Regions from separate parts of the Mus musculus genome. Here regions 1, 2, 3 and 4 are each linked to region 5. Evidence: chromatin contacts called from public promoter capture Hi-C data. All regions are on one chromosome and are shown on one strand. The core of a region is the stretch at or near the end of the contact, and the rest is flanking DNA. Distances in the headings are between cores, read along the strand shown.

What was found. Promoter capture Hi-C pulls out the DNA fragments that hold promoters and counts their contacts.
Region 1: a contact with region 5 is called in a promoter capture Hi-C map of liver, with 5 times the contacts expected there. The contact joins the promoter of AA465934 here to the promoter of Psmd11 in region 5. A contact is called at or near these places in 5 of 39 promoter capture datasets (cranial neural crest, hippocampal neurons, liver and 1 more) and 2 of 115 datasets of contacts at active chromatin or transcription factors (astrocytes and pro-B cells).
Region 2: a promoter capture Hi-C map of liver shows a contact between it and region 5, with 3 times the contacts expected there. The contact joins the promoter of Cct6b here to the promoter of Psmd11 in region 5. A contact is called at or near these places in 3 of 39 promoter capture datasets (the 3T3-L1 cell line, liver and stem cell-derived epiblast-like cells) and 1 of 115 datasets of contacts at active chromatin or transcription factors (embryonic stem cells).
Region 3: a contact with region 5 is called in a promoter capture Hi-C map of liver, with 4 times the contacts expected there. The contact joins the promoter of Lig3 here to the promoter of Psmd11 in region 5. A contact is called at or near these places in 3 of 39 promoter capture datasets (embryonic stem cells, liver and pre-B cells).
Region 4: a promoter capture Hi-C map of liver shows a contact between it and region 5, with 2.7 times the contacts expected there. The contact joins the promoter of Fndc8 here to the promoter of Psmd11 in region 5. A contact is called at or near these places in 5 of 39 promoter capture datasets (the 3T3-L1 cell line, embryonic stem cells, hippocampal neurons and 1 more).

The regions. Positions count from the first base shown.
Region 1 is chr11:83,290,421-83,293,120 of GRCm38.p6, reverse strand. AA465934 (expressed sequence AA465934) reads right to left here and starts at 1,422. Exons shown (of 3, transcript NR_028363.2): 1 at 1,288-1,422; 2 at 1,024-1,147.
Region 2 is chr11:82,762,983-82,765,682 of GRCm38.p6, reverse strand. Cct6b (chaperonin containing Tcp1, subunit 6b (zeta)) reads left to right here and starts at 1,362. Exons shown (of 14, transcript NM_009839.3): 1 at 1,362-1,592. The coding sequence starts at 1,456. Zfp830 (zinc finger protein 830) reads right to left here and starts at 1,338. Exons shown (of 1, transcript NM_025884.4): 1 at 1-1,338. The coding sequence starts at 1,311. The coding sequence ends at 220.
Region 3 is chr11:82,779,708-82,782,407 of GRCm38.p6, reverse strand. It overlaps Lig3 (ligase III, DNA, ATP-dependent), which reads right to left and starts at 1,299. Exons shown (of 20, transcript NM_010716.3): 1 at 1,132-1,299. Gm11423 (predicted gene 11423) reads left to right here and starts at 1,366. Exons shown (of 3, transcript NR_126067.1): 1 at 1,366-1,552; 2 at 2,110-2,273; 3 at 2,473-2,700.
Region 4 is chr11:82,890,713-82,893,412 of GRCm38.p6, reverse strand. Fndc8 (fibronectin type III domain containing 8) reads right to left here and starts at 1,268. Exons shown (of 4, transcript NM_030224.1): 1 at 1,013-1,268. The coding sequence starts at 1,218.
Region 5 is chr11:80,427,179-80,429,878 of GRCm38.p6, reverse strand. Psmd11 (proteasome (prosome, macropain) 26S subunit, non-ATPase, 11) reads right to left here and starts at 1,264. Exons shown (of 14, transcript NM_178616.3): 1 at 1,124-1,264. The coding sequence starts at 1,214.

The DNA.
Region 1 (2,700 bases), core at 173-2,672, 2.9 Mb before region 5:
ATTCAGTCACTAAAGCATCCACTTTCTCCCCATGGTCCAGGAAATAATATACAAACTACTGTGGTATTCAAGGGATTTCAAAACAATGAATGAGGCCTTAGGTCAATTCCCAGAAAGACCATCACCACAACCAAACAACCTCCAAAACAACAAAAATCAAGCCAGGGGCAGTGGTGGTTACACCTGTAATCCTACTGCTTTGGGAGGCTGGGGCAGAAGAATCCTGAGTTTGAGGCCATGGTGGGCTAGCTATACAGACTCTGTCTTTAAAACAAAATAAAGGGGCTGGAGAGATGGCTCAGTGGTTAAGAGCACTGACTGCTCTTCCAGGGGTTCTGAGTTCAATTCCTAGCAACCACATGGTGGCTCACAACCATCTGTAATGGGCCTCCTCTAGCATGTCTGAAGACAGCGACAGTGTACCCATATACATGAAATAAATAAATCTTTTAAAAACAACAAAATAAAAACCCCAAAATAACCCATTTACCCCTTAACTAGTTAATAACATAATCCTAACGAATCTTACAGACTACCCAACCTAGACTATTAAAGTTCTCAAATCTACTATTAGAGCTTGTGTTCCCCTGCCCCAGAGAAACCCTTCCTGCTGTCAGCTCTGCCTCTCCATACTGCTGCCACTTTACACAGGAAACCTTATCTCGATTAATCCCAAAGGAAGGCTCTGCCCTTTGAATTACAGAAGCAAAGTTTGTGAAACCGATTCCGCTTAAAGATCCAGACAGACATGGTGGTACCTGATTCCAAGTTCCTGCCATGCCAGCAGGTACCTAGTTCTCTGCCTCACAGCACTCATCTCATGGCAACTGGTGTGCCAACTATGCGCCAGTTCACGAGTTTTCCCCCATCTCTCCCACCAGCCCCATCTCACTGAGTTCCTAAAGAACTGGGGAAGCGTGTTAACAGCCTGGAACAAAAGGGTTCAATTAAGTGACCTTGGTAAGCCTAATCCCATGGCTTTTAATTAGAAATGCATGAGCACAATTTATAACGCCATCTTACCTCCAAATGTCACACGGATAAGGACCATACCTCGGGCATCTTCAAGCACTCATTCCCCCATCCTCTAATTCATGGCGCTCTGCACAGATTCCTTTGCTGACCAGAGAGGACTTACACACAGGTTCTCAAAGCAAAAAAAAAAAAAAAAAAAAAAAAAAAAAAAAAAAGATAAAAGTCCAAACCCGCCAACTTCGGGAGCCTGAAGCCATCCTTGGTAGGGAAAGAGGACTGAGGACGGAGTCGGGGCTTCAATCGGCTCCCAACCTGGATTCTTCATTCCGCAGTCTTGGACAGGGACAATCTGGGCTGCAGAGGATGACCCGATGAGCGCTAGGACACTGCGTCCGGGGCACACTGGCTTCCCGCGTCCTCTCCCCTCCGCCTCTTCGGGCCTGCATCCCACAGCCCCGCGCGCGTCAGTAAGCCAATCCCACGGCAGCCAGAGCTTCACGTGACAACTATAAGGCGGTGCCTGCATGAAGAGCAGCCAATCGAAAGGTGAAGTGAAAGCAAGGGGTGGAGCTGACCTAAAGGTGGAGGCTGCTTCCCCGGGCTTTCTAGGCGTCTGGGTCTGTGTCTCGCGACTTAGGCCTGTGGTTTTTGCTCAGAAAGCGACGCTGGTTTTCTTCTTACACAATTCTCTACTCACGGGACTCCGGGCGACTGTTAGGCGTAGTGATTTTACCATTGCTTCGATGGAGAATGGGGAGAAGAGAGAGACTCCTATCTTGAACACTTTTTAAAAAAAAAACAGATTTTAAAAATGATCTATTTGTGATTATACATGTGTGTTTTGCCTGCATTCGTGTCTGTGCACTATGCCAACACAGAGCCCGCAGAGATCAGAAACAGGTATCAGATCTTCTGGAACTGGAGTTACAGATGGTTGTGAGCTGCCATGTGAGTGCTGGTAATCAAACCCTGGTATTGGGCATTCTAAATAATTAAAGATGCCCTGAGAAAAGTGCAGCTAAATATCAAATTGCCAAGGCCAGCACGGACGATCTCCTGGGAGAAGAGACATTTCATTTAGGTCCTGAAGAGCCTTAAGATCTCCTGATTCCCCCCTGGCGTGGTGATGCACGCCTTTAAACCCAGTACTTAGGAGGAGGCAGAAGCATATCTTAGTTTGAGACCACCTTGATCTAATAGGGAGCTCCAGGATAGTCAGAAGTATAGAGAGACAGAAAGATCAAGAAAATTATTAAACTCAAGATGAGTTAGCTGAAAAATCTAGTTTTCCAAATGTTGGCAAAGCTAAAAATCATTGTTGGGGTGCTTCTCAAAATTCCGTGAACTCTAGAAACAAGCAAAGACCTGTTAATCGTCCGTCGTCCAGTGTAAAAAAGTAATAGTAAAAACTCCAAATTGATTGTGACCCATAACTGACCCAATAGAATACTTCAAGCACTCCAGGAACAATTCTGAGTCACTGCAAAGTTTAAGGACTCCTGTGTTAGTGATAGGAGATTAGGAAGACAGGCTGAGACTTTGCTAAGAGCACAAACCAGTTGGATGCAAACTTGAAGAGTAGAGGGAGACTGAATATTTCAGAGGCCAAGTAATGAAGTGATCAGAGTAATATTTAAGGAAACAGTGTACACGCATGTTCAGAGTGAGACAGTGTAAACACTCCGAAACTGATTTCAAGAGCTAAGAAGAGTTAAGTGATAATGA
Region 2 (2,700 bases), core at 113-2,612, 2.3 Mb before region 5:
ATTTGTGGTTATAATTTCAAAAATGTCAAAAACGGTTTTACCTCAAACATTTTATAATAAATAGCACCGCACACAGTACCATCCCCAAAGTATTACTCCTCACTGGCTTACTTTATCCCAACAATTAGGGGTATCCAAGGTCAGAGGAACCCAAGAACTTGGACACAGCACTTTTTAAGGGACAGCGGGGACTGATGGAAAGCTTGGGTCTTCAAAACCTTACAGCAAAGCCCCCTTTACCCTCCAGTCCTGAGACAGCAAATCCTGTAATTCTCCTTCGTCGTCACTGTCCACATTCTCCTCTTCCTTTTTCTGAAGTTCTTTTATGGTCAAAACCTCTTTAAGTTTGTTTTTTATTTCATCCTGGCGATTCCGCAGCTTTTCCACTCGGCGGTAACATTCTATCTGCTCATCAATCTCTCCAATCTGCCGGTCCAACCGTCCCTCCTCATCCTCTTCAGCAACGATCGCTTCAGAGATAGTGTTGACTTGCCTCATAGCCTTTTGAAACTCGTCCCACTCTTTGTCCATCTGATCCTTTGGGGCATCCACCTTCCGGACCTTTGCATCTACCTCAGGGTCGTCGAAGAACCCTTCTGGTAATGCTTCGGCGGTGTTCTCTCTTCTTTCCACCACTTTTTCATGTATTTCTGCTTTCTCAATGGACCCTGAATGAGGAACTAAGGGGGCCTTGGGAGGATTTGTATTAAACGGATCGTTTGGCAGCACATTGCTTGTTGTCTCCCTCGGAGAGGCAAGCGAGTGTTCTTTGCCCTGTGCATCCGGAAGATGCTTGCTGCTGTCCCTTCTTTCTTCTCCACCTCCCTCTTCTTCCTCCTCTTCCTCATCGTCATAATCAGGCAGTAAACCGAGTCCAGGTTTACTGGGGGCCGCCCTAGCGGCATCCAAGTTGGCGGACGAGGCTGAGGTGGAGGGCTGTACCTGAGGTCCCGCGGAGGCCTTGGCTTTCTTGGCGTCTTGGCTCTCCACATCCGTCGCTCTCCTCTTGGTGGCCTGAGGTACAGTGCCGGTCGACGGGCCCTGGGTTGCTCCTTTGGCGCCTTTCAGCTCCGCTACTCTCTCCCGGTGCTGCTTTCCCAGAACATGGGTCTGCCACAGGAGCTCGCTCTTGACCGGGGTGTTACACAGTGCGCAGCTCAGCTGCCCCAGACGGTTGTACTTGGCGAATGGAGATTCGATCCTCTTCCGGTTGGTGCTCAGGCGCTGCTTCTCCCTCATCAAGCGCCTCAGTTCTTCCTGATTCACCACTCGCTTCCCAGCCGGAGTCCGAGTAGAGGTGGAGGACGCCATGTTTGCGCCCAGGACTCAGGCGAGTCTAGCTTCCGAGGCGTGATAGCGTCACTTCCTGTTATGGCGCCGATTGGCCCACACTCAGGAGTGTGGGCGTGGCGCCAGGGTTCGGAGTCGGCAAGTTTGGGGCTGGACTGTTGAACCATGGCTGCGATCAAAATCGCTAACCCTGGCGCTGAAGTGACCCGGAGCCAAGCGGCCTTGGCTGTGAACATCTGCGCCGCCCGTGGGCTGCAGGATGTGCTGCGTCCCACCTTGGGTCCTAAGGGCGCGCTAAAAATGTGAGATGCCGCTAGAGTGTGCGGGGTGTCGCGGCTCACTCTGATTCTGATGCTGATCAGTGAAAACCTGTGAGCAATGCTGCGACATTTAGACACCCGGTTTCCTCTCTCTCACTCCTGCTCTTAGGATTCTCTAGCCGAGGAAGAGAGCGCCTCCCCGAAGAAAAGACTCCGTCAATAGAAACTGTTAGCCTTGTGCGCGCGCTCAGCAGACGTTGGGCTGCAGCTCCGCCGCAGGCAGTATTGTTTTGACGTGGTGGAGTGGTACTGGCTTTGGAGCTAGGCAGGCATAGGTTCAAATTCAAGTTCCATTATCTTCCAGCAGTTGGGACTCTCCGCACCTACAGTTCTTCATGTTTAGTCATCCATTTGGACATATGTTTATTTAGCACCATTGTTTTACGAAGAAAGAAGAGTAGGGGAGATCAAAAGGTCTCTTGGGAAAGAGACACCCTGAGAGGAATGAGCAAAGTAGCGTTTATAGTAAACGAGTCCACTTAACACTAGATGCTGGAAAAACAGATGGGATAGTTTCTGTCCTTTCCTTTAAAAACCTGATTTATATTTACGTGTGCACATCTGTCTGAGTTTATGTGCATCAGGTGTGAGCAGATGCCCCCAGAGGTCAGAGGGTGACAGATCCCTAGAACTCGAGTTATAGGCAGTTGTAAGCCATTTGATATGGGTGCTGGAGACCAAGCTCAGATCCTCTTCAAAAACAATAAGTGCTTTTTAACTGCTGAGCCATCTCTCTAGCCTTTGAGATGGTATCCTTAAAGTGACATGGCAGTGACAGGTATGTCAATTATATAGAGATGCAAATGATTTTACAGAGGAAAGGGCCCAATTACCGATGATTGAAGGAAAATCCTCTCAGATATCAGGGGATGTTTGATCAGAGTTGTAGAAGAATGAGTGACAGGAATCAAGACCTCCTAGTGGTGTAAATCCACCAGAAATAAACATTATAATGCATTAAGGGAACAGAAAGACCTACTGTGGGAATAATGGTGGATGGAACAGGAGAGTTTGGAAAAGGCCAAGTATGTTACTGATAAATTACCTGGATTTTTATCTTGAAGATGGTAGAGAATGTAACATCTTTGAA
Region 3 (2,700 bases), core at 50-2,549, 2.4 Mb before region 5:
CCCTAGCCAGACACCTTAGTTGGCCGATCCGATCCTCCCACCTCCAGCCCTAGAATTATAGGTATGAACCACCAAGCATGACTTCAGTTTATTTTCTATTATTTATTTTTCGGTTTTTTTGTTTGTTTGTTTTTAGATAGATTTTTCTATGTAGCTCTGGCTGTCCTGGAAGTCACTAGGAAGAGCAAGCTAGTGTTCTGAGTGCAGGGATTAAAGGCGTGTGCTACCACACCCGGCCCCAGTTTTATCTTAAAAAACAACAAAAAAACAACAACAATTACAACAGGACTAAGAGCTAGTTATGGTGGTTCTCGTCTGTAATCATATCAGAAGGCAAAGACAGAAGGATTGCTGTGCGTTCGAAGCTAGAAAGTCTGGTTTACTTAGTAAATTTCTGTCTAGCCAGGGTACGTCGTCAAGACCGTCTCAAAAGGAAAACAAGCAAGAAAACAAACCCCCCAAAGATTAGAACTACTTCATGGGGTGGTTAGGAAAACTACAAGGAGTACGAGGGCAAGCCGGACGTGGAGTTCTGAAGTTTGTATACCAAACTTGTGTATTTGACAATGTTCGACTTGGGGGAGGGGAGGTCCGTAACTGGCAGACTCAGGGGGTCACACAAGCCCTAACCGTTAAGAATCTGAGAGGCGAGTGAAGGCCGGCAAGGGCTGAGGAGGAGCTCAGGGCGAGTAGGAGTTCAACTTTCCGCAGAGTAGGGTGGGTAGGGTGTCGTATCGCCCATCCCGGGATACGACAAATAACTACCCGGGGAGACCGGCGCGAGGAGGCCGGGAGCCCGAAGAGCAAGCAGCACGCCGTTCTGCCCACAGGCTGTGCGGGCGAGCCGCGGCCGCGCAACAAGGCGGCGGAGAGGGACCGGCGGCGGCCCGGCCCCGACCCCCTGAGAATGCCCACTCTGGCATCCTGCCCTTCCCGGTGGCTGCCCAGGGTCCCGGGGGCCGCGGGCCTCCCGTGGGCTCCCGTGGGGGCGCCACGTCACGGAGGGTGTGCCCCCAGGCTGAGCGGCGGGCGGGGGAGGAGCCACGGCCACTCCAGCCACGCCGCGTTCGGCCCCGGCCCTCCCCACACGGCGCACCGCGGCCCGCCGCTCCGCGCCGCGCCGCCCCTCACCTGCCTTCTCGGCTGCCCTGGCTCTGACGCTCCGCACGAGCCACCGGACCAGGCGCCCACAAGGCCACGGGTCCCGCACGATGAATAGACCGCCTGTCTCTTTAAATACGGGTACTCCAGCCGGAGGCAGGGCGCAGGCGCAGTAACCGACTTGCGCCCTCGGACCCCGCCCCCTCCGGTCGCCACGTGGGTCGCTGTTCTATTCCTACCCGGAAATCTTGAACTGAGTGTTGGGTTGGAGTGGCGGCTTGGGGCGCAGCGTCCCTGAACTTCCTAGAGTTTCTCAGATTGTTAGATATTGAAGGTAGTGTTGAAAAATCATTGCAGTGATCCTAGGGATGGGAAGCTCGAGTCGTTCCACCTGTGTCTTCCGCACCGCAGGAGTTTTGCTGAATTAAAAGGCACTACTTTAATTAAAAAGGTAATTAGAAAATGTGAAGAACAGGGACTGTGGCCCCGTTTATGTCATTTAGCGAACTAGTGCTTCTAAACCTCAAATAGGCTCTGTGAGTTCAAGATGGCTAATTTTTCAAAAAATAAAAGTATTCAGGCCTTGTTCAGTCTGGGAAGGGCAAACAGTTGGGCTTTGTTAGGTAAATAAAGTGCAGATCGTGGAACTAAGTTCTATTTCTGAGGAAGAGTTTAGCTTTTTTTCCATAGGGAAAGAACGCTGTGAGGGGTCACTATAGTTGAAGCTGGTCAGGGGAGAGACTAAGACAAGCCGACTCACTAAAAGGCTGTTGTCCATATCAAAGTGGCCTTGAGATGGAGAGGAAGGTGTATGCTTGAATCTGTGTGAGGTGCTCAGTTATTTGTTCATAGAAATGAAGGGCTGATAGACGAGGTCTTTAACAGAACTGGAGAATGAGCCGAGGGAGGCTCTCTGGAGTTCAAGGTTGAGTGTCTGCTGTACTGAGGCCAGCTAGATCCTGGTGTTTGAAATGAGGTGAAGGCTCTTTGTTTTCTCTTAACTTGCAGCAGGATAAACCTGGGTTTGGAGTTCGGAAGGCCTTAGGCTCAAGGGCTCCAGTTGAGGAAGCGTGAACATTTTGACTGGAGTTGATCTTAACCCAATGGACTTTCCCTGTGCTGACCAACCCTTTCATCACAAGCAATATATTCGGTTGCTGAGCCCTGGAAATGTAAGCAGTCTGAAGTGAGAGATGCTGTAAATGAACACTGTACACTGACAAGTACCCAACACTTCCCCAAAGAGAGTAAAATACCTCATTAATAGTAATAGTGCATATATTCCAGTTATTTGCTGGCCAATTTTTTATGTGTTCGGTTAAAGAATATTTACTGTCACTCACCTGTTTGGTTTTACTGTCTTTGAACTAGGGCATCAGAAACGATGGGGCTGCGTGCTTAACTCCCATTGTTATGGCTCCAGCTCAGCACTCCACAGACAGAAAGCCTGTGGTGAGGAGCAGTGGGTATCTGCAAAGGCTTTCTCTTCTTAGACCGGGTTTCTCTGTGTAGCCCTGGCTGTCCCGGAACTCAAACTTTGTAGACCAGGCTGGCCTCAAACTCAGAAATCCACCTACCTGTGCCTCCCATGTGCTGGGA
Region 4 (2,700 bases), core at 19-2,518, 2.5 Mb before region 5:
AAAGGCATGTGTCACCACTGCCCAGCAAAAAAAAAAAAAAAAAAAAAAAAGCAATTATAAAAGATTTCGATGGGCGGTGGTGGCACACACCTTTAATCCCAGCACTTGGGAGACAGAGACAAGCAGATTTCTGAGTTTGAGACCATCCTGGTCTACAGAGTGAGTTCCAGGACAGCCAGGGCTACACAGAGAAACCCTGTCTCGAAAACAAACAAACAAACAAACAAAAAAAGATTTCATGTCTGGGGCTGGAGAGATGACTCAGTGGTTAAGAGCACGCACTGGCTGTTCTTGTAGAAGACAGAGTTCAATTCCCAGCATCCACATAGTAGCTCAAGACAGTGCTAACAGAACATTAGATTAAGCCCAGGGCCCACTCACGGGTCACTTCAATGAGATTGTACTATTTCCTCAGTAGTCACCCTGCACACCGTTTCCCTGGAAATCTTCCTCTAAGAAGTCTCCCTTTTTTGCACCATATCCCAAGCTATCCCAAGCCCTTGGTTTCTCAAGCTGCCCTGTGACGGCATTTACCAGGCTGTACTGTATCTCCTTTATTGTCTGATGCCCCCCACCTCTGACACCACTGGCACCAGGCGTGACATTTTTTTTGGAGGCAGGGACCATGTTTCCCACCTCTGCATCCCCCAACTTGATGCTGGGTCATATTTCTCACCAGGAAGCAGAGAGTTTTGTGGTATGAAGCAGAGAAAATTCAGACTGACTTAGCAGACCAGTGAACCTCAGCTGGAAGGCAGGTGGGGCATTAAAGTGAGAGAAATGAGGGAGAGAAGACAGGGGTAGCAGAGAGTGGCAAGCAGAATAGGAAGCACCCCCTGGCTAGTCCAGGAAGGTCAGCTAGAATGGGGAACCCACATCCTCTCAAAACTGATGTGGGGCTCAGGGCGGGTGCATGGGGAACCTCCTGATATGTTCTTCCCTGAAGGACCCACCACAGTGGGCTGCAAAGCTTCTCCAGCCTTAGAAATGAGGACCCCAAATCGTGTCTTACATGACATCGGTGTTTTCTTCCTCTGAGAAGCTGGCCAAGCTGCGTCTTGACGGGAGCAGGAGGCCTTTGGTAGCCATGGACCGGTTAATAAACTTAGGATTTGGACAGGGCTTTGGCAGTTGGTCAATCACATTGATAACATTGAGGGCTTCCTTCTTCGGTACAGCCTCCTCTCCACCCCCCACTTTACAGAATACCGTCGCCATCTGGTGTGGGTGGGGCGCAGGGTTGCCACCACCCTCCAGGACAACCAGCTGGCAGGAAGCAGAGAAAAACTGAGGCAAAGGTCTCACCCTTCATTTGGGTGAGAAGGTTTGCAGTGCTCTGACTTCACAATCATCACAGAGTGTAACAATCGGGGGGCCAGCCTCCCCTTGATAGGAAGTTTGCTGTGCAGCTGGACAGACCAAACGCCTGGGTTAGGGGTGGGCTTGAGCCAAGAAAGAAACTTGATGGCCCCTTCCAGCACACATGACCCTCTCTAGGTCACGTTTGTGGTCACAACTACTCGGTCCTCTTCTGAGGACTTCAAAAGGCTTAATTGCCTGTGCCTCTTTAGAGCTGTCCAGGAAGGGGTAGCAGGCTAGTGGCACAGAGAACACCACTTGGCCTGAGCCAACCAGACTTTGAAGAGAAGGCCTTTGCCTACTGATACTTCTAAGGCTCTCTATCCTGGGATCTAAGCAGCAAATCCCACCATAGCCAGTAACGCAGGCACAGTGAAAGCTTACTGTGGGTTGTAGCTCACAGAGTAGCTGGTTTCAGGGCCAGGATTCCAAACACCTTGAAAGATTGAGAGACAATGGTGAACATGAGGAGATATTTCTAAAAATGAGCCCTGCAGCTGGATATGGACTGGAGATTCAGTTCTGTGCTTCCTATCTGTATAAATCAAAGAATAACAATCTTACTGAGCCCAAATTCCTTCAACTACAAAATACAGGCAGAAATAGAACCTCACTCGTGGGTTTTGTAAAACTGCTTTATTTCTTCCACTAGATGTGGTTAAAAAAATCAAAATAGTATTTTATATACTCAAGCATTTCCCTACTTCCATTAAAACCTCTGGAAAATGTTGGGCTAGACAAATGGCTAAGTGGTTAAGAGCACTGACTGCTCTCCCAGAAGACCAGTACCCACATGGTGGCTCTTAACCATCTGTAACTCCAGTCCAAGGGATCTGACCCTCTCTCTGGCTGCCTTGGGTACCAGGCATGCCAGGATTGCATAGACATCCATGCAGGCAAAACATCTATATACGTAAGATAGAACTTGATAAATTTGGAAAATATAGGGACACAGGTACTCTCTGTGAACTTCGCTGGATCTCAGCTTGATCATACAATCTGTAATGATCTGAATTGATCCACTTTCATTGTCTTCCTAACAAGAATGCTACTAGAAGTCAGGGATGCTTCACTCTGTAAATATTGAGTTAGGTAGAGTGAGTGTCCCCTAGCTTTGCAAATAGAGGCTGGTATACACAAGAGACTCGTTGGAAGACTCGCTGGACACACAAAATGTGTGTGTGTGTGTGTGTGTGTGTGTGTGTGTGTGTGTGTGTGTGTGTGTGTGTGTGTGTGTGTGTGTGTGTGTGTGTGTGTCGGTGTGTGTGCTTGTGTCTCTGTGCATGTATGTAAGCTCTAGGTGTGCTTGCAGGTGGCTGGCGCGAGTCGCAAAGCCTCTGT
Region 5 (2,700 bases), core at 15-2,514:
CCGGGCGGGCATAGTGGCACACGCCTTTAACGCCAGCACTTGGGAGGCAGAGACAGGCGGATTTCTGAGTTCAAGGCCAGCCTGGTCTACAAAGTAAGTTTCAGGACAGCCAGGGCTACATGGAGAAAATCTGTCTCAAAAAACCAAAAAAAAAAAAAAAAAAAAAAACCTCACATTACCACAGGAGGAAGCTCATTCTCTAACTGAACCCTTAAGGAATGAATATTAAAAGGCCTTCTCTGCCATCAACCACTTATTTCTATTTACACCTGAATCCCAGTAGAAAGCGACCGGCTGGAGGTTCCTACTTCAACTTTCCTGTTGCCCTACGGTTTAAGACAATCACGCTATGGTATTAAAATTTTTCTTTTTCTCCAGCAATGTGCGGCCCGCCGGTCCCAAAAAGTTCCCTGAACGACAGCCTCTCAGAACTCAGAACTAAACTTCAACCCCTACTGGGAAAAATGAGTCACCTCCTCTGTCCCGGCGGTCCCACTCGGACGACACTTCAGCTCACAAGCTACACCGGTCAAATACCAATCTTAAGCGTGTGGCACCCCTCAACTTCCCACACCCAGAAAGTGGCCCTCTGCTGCCGGCGGCTGCGGCTGAGGGCTGGCTGTAAGCGACAGCTCCCAGCGTCCCGGAAGAAAACTCCAAGAGAAGCGCTCGCGCTCCCACCCGGAGCAACCTGTGCTGATAACAACGGCGGGAAATGTCAGTCCTGCGCGGCAGTCGCCCGGACCTCTCAACAACACACTCTCCGACCCGTCTGTCCCGGGCCGCCACTCTCAGCCCCCGGCCAGCTCGCGCGGGCCACAATCGGGGACCCTTGAGGGGTAGCGAACCTGGCCCGGCCCGCTCGCCACGCTGCGCTGCGCTGCGCCCACCGTGAGTCAGCAGGCAGCAGGTGGACGGGCCGGCTGCCTAGGGGCTTCCCGCCCGATTGGAAGCCATGGGGCTCCTGGGGTCCCCGAGCGGCCTGCGCCCCCAGCCCGGCCCCCCTCACACACAGTGAGTCAGCAGCACCATAGCCGGCTAGCCCGGCCCCTCTCCGCCGCCTCCGACCCACACAGGCCGCGCCGGGACGGCGGAGCCGCGGGGACGGCGCCAGGCCCTTTACCGATGGAGTGGAGGATGTCGATGGAGGCCTCCCGGTCGGTGCTGAGTAGAGACTGGGCTCTCTGGAACTCCACCACCGCTGCGGCCGCCATCTTACCGCTCTCACACCGTCCCCGGCCGCGGCCGCCGACGCCGGAAACACACACCCGGAAGACCCGCCCTCGCGTTCCTACCAGAAGACCCCGCCTCCCTTCTCCGAGCACCCCGGGAGTTGTAGTCTCTCTGCCCCGTGGGTGGCCCAGGAGCGTCCCGCAAGCGACAAACGAGCTCCCCCATCGCCATCTCGCGGCCATCTGAAGAGACAAACCGAAATTAATCCCCACCACTCCAAAAGAGGCTGAGTACTCAAGGAAAGCTGCTTGGCTGTTTGTATAGTATCCCCGTGTAACCAGTCACTCATAGCGATAGATGATCTTTCAAATTGCCTATTATGTGGCAGGAATAGCACCGTTCAGATTCATTCAGATGTTTTGCAGGGAGGACACATACACACACTCCCTTCCAGGACGGAAGAAATCGCCAATGTAAAAGAACACTGTCTTTCACAAATAGCCATTCCATCATCGGACAGAGCTTCACATTGTGGATTGAAAGTCATCTTTGACCCAATCATTCAATCTAAATAGTTCTTGAGATTCACATTTGACTCATACCAGCTTTCCAGCTCAACAATAGAACAAAATTTTCCTCCCGTATCTCCAATTCCTTCAACTGTAATAGGATATCTGTGAAGATATCAAGGGAAAGGGGAAAAAAGCATGTTTCTTATCACTAAGGATCAACCTAAAGATGTTGCTAAACCTATACAGAGGGAGACCTTCTAAGTTGATGACAATCTGGAAATTAAATAGCTGTGCTGTATAAAAAACTAAGTAGAACCAACATTATACTCCTCTATGACTGGACTAATCAATCTCTATACCTGTCTCCTTTCATTTGTCCAACAATACTCAACAAGAGTCTTTGAAAAAATATTTAATTAATACCTAAGGAAACTGAAGGGAATAAAGTGACTGACAGAACTGAGACCTGGTAGGAAAGACATTCCCACCCTTTGCATTTTCTAATGAAATCTGGGTAATATCCCACCATGCTGGTAACAGAAGTCCTGACTTTGTTGTGTCACGTGAACTAAACTGGCTTCCAAATTCTCCCAACTCTGAAATTCCATGAACTTCGGTGTAATGCTGTGATCATCCCCCCCCCCCCACACACACACACACACACACTCACCCAAGAAGTCATTCCTTCTTTCTCAATCTGATGGAGAGCTAATGAGACTATACTGAATTCATTTGTTGTTGTAGTTTTTAAGTTTTTACTTCTATGTCTGTCTGTCTGTGGGAACTCACATGCCATGGCATGCACATGGAGAAGGGAACTCTTGCAGAAGTCAGTACTCACAATCATGGCCAGCCCAGAGATTGAACTCAGGGACTCATGTTTGGCAGCAAGCACCCTTATCTGTGCCCTCTTCCCTTCTCCTCTCCCAGGTGCTAGAATTAAAGGCACTTCCAGCTTCTGTCTCTTTTTTTTTTTTTTTTTTTTTTTGGTTTTTTGAGACAGGGTTTCTCTGTA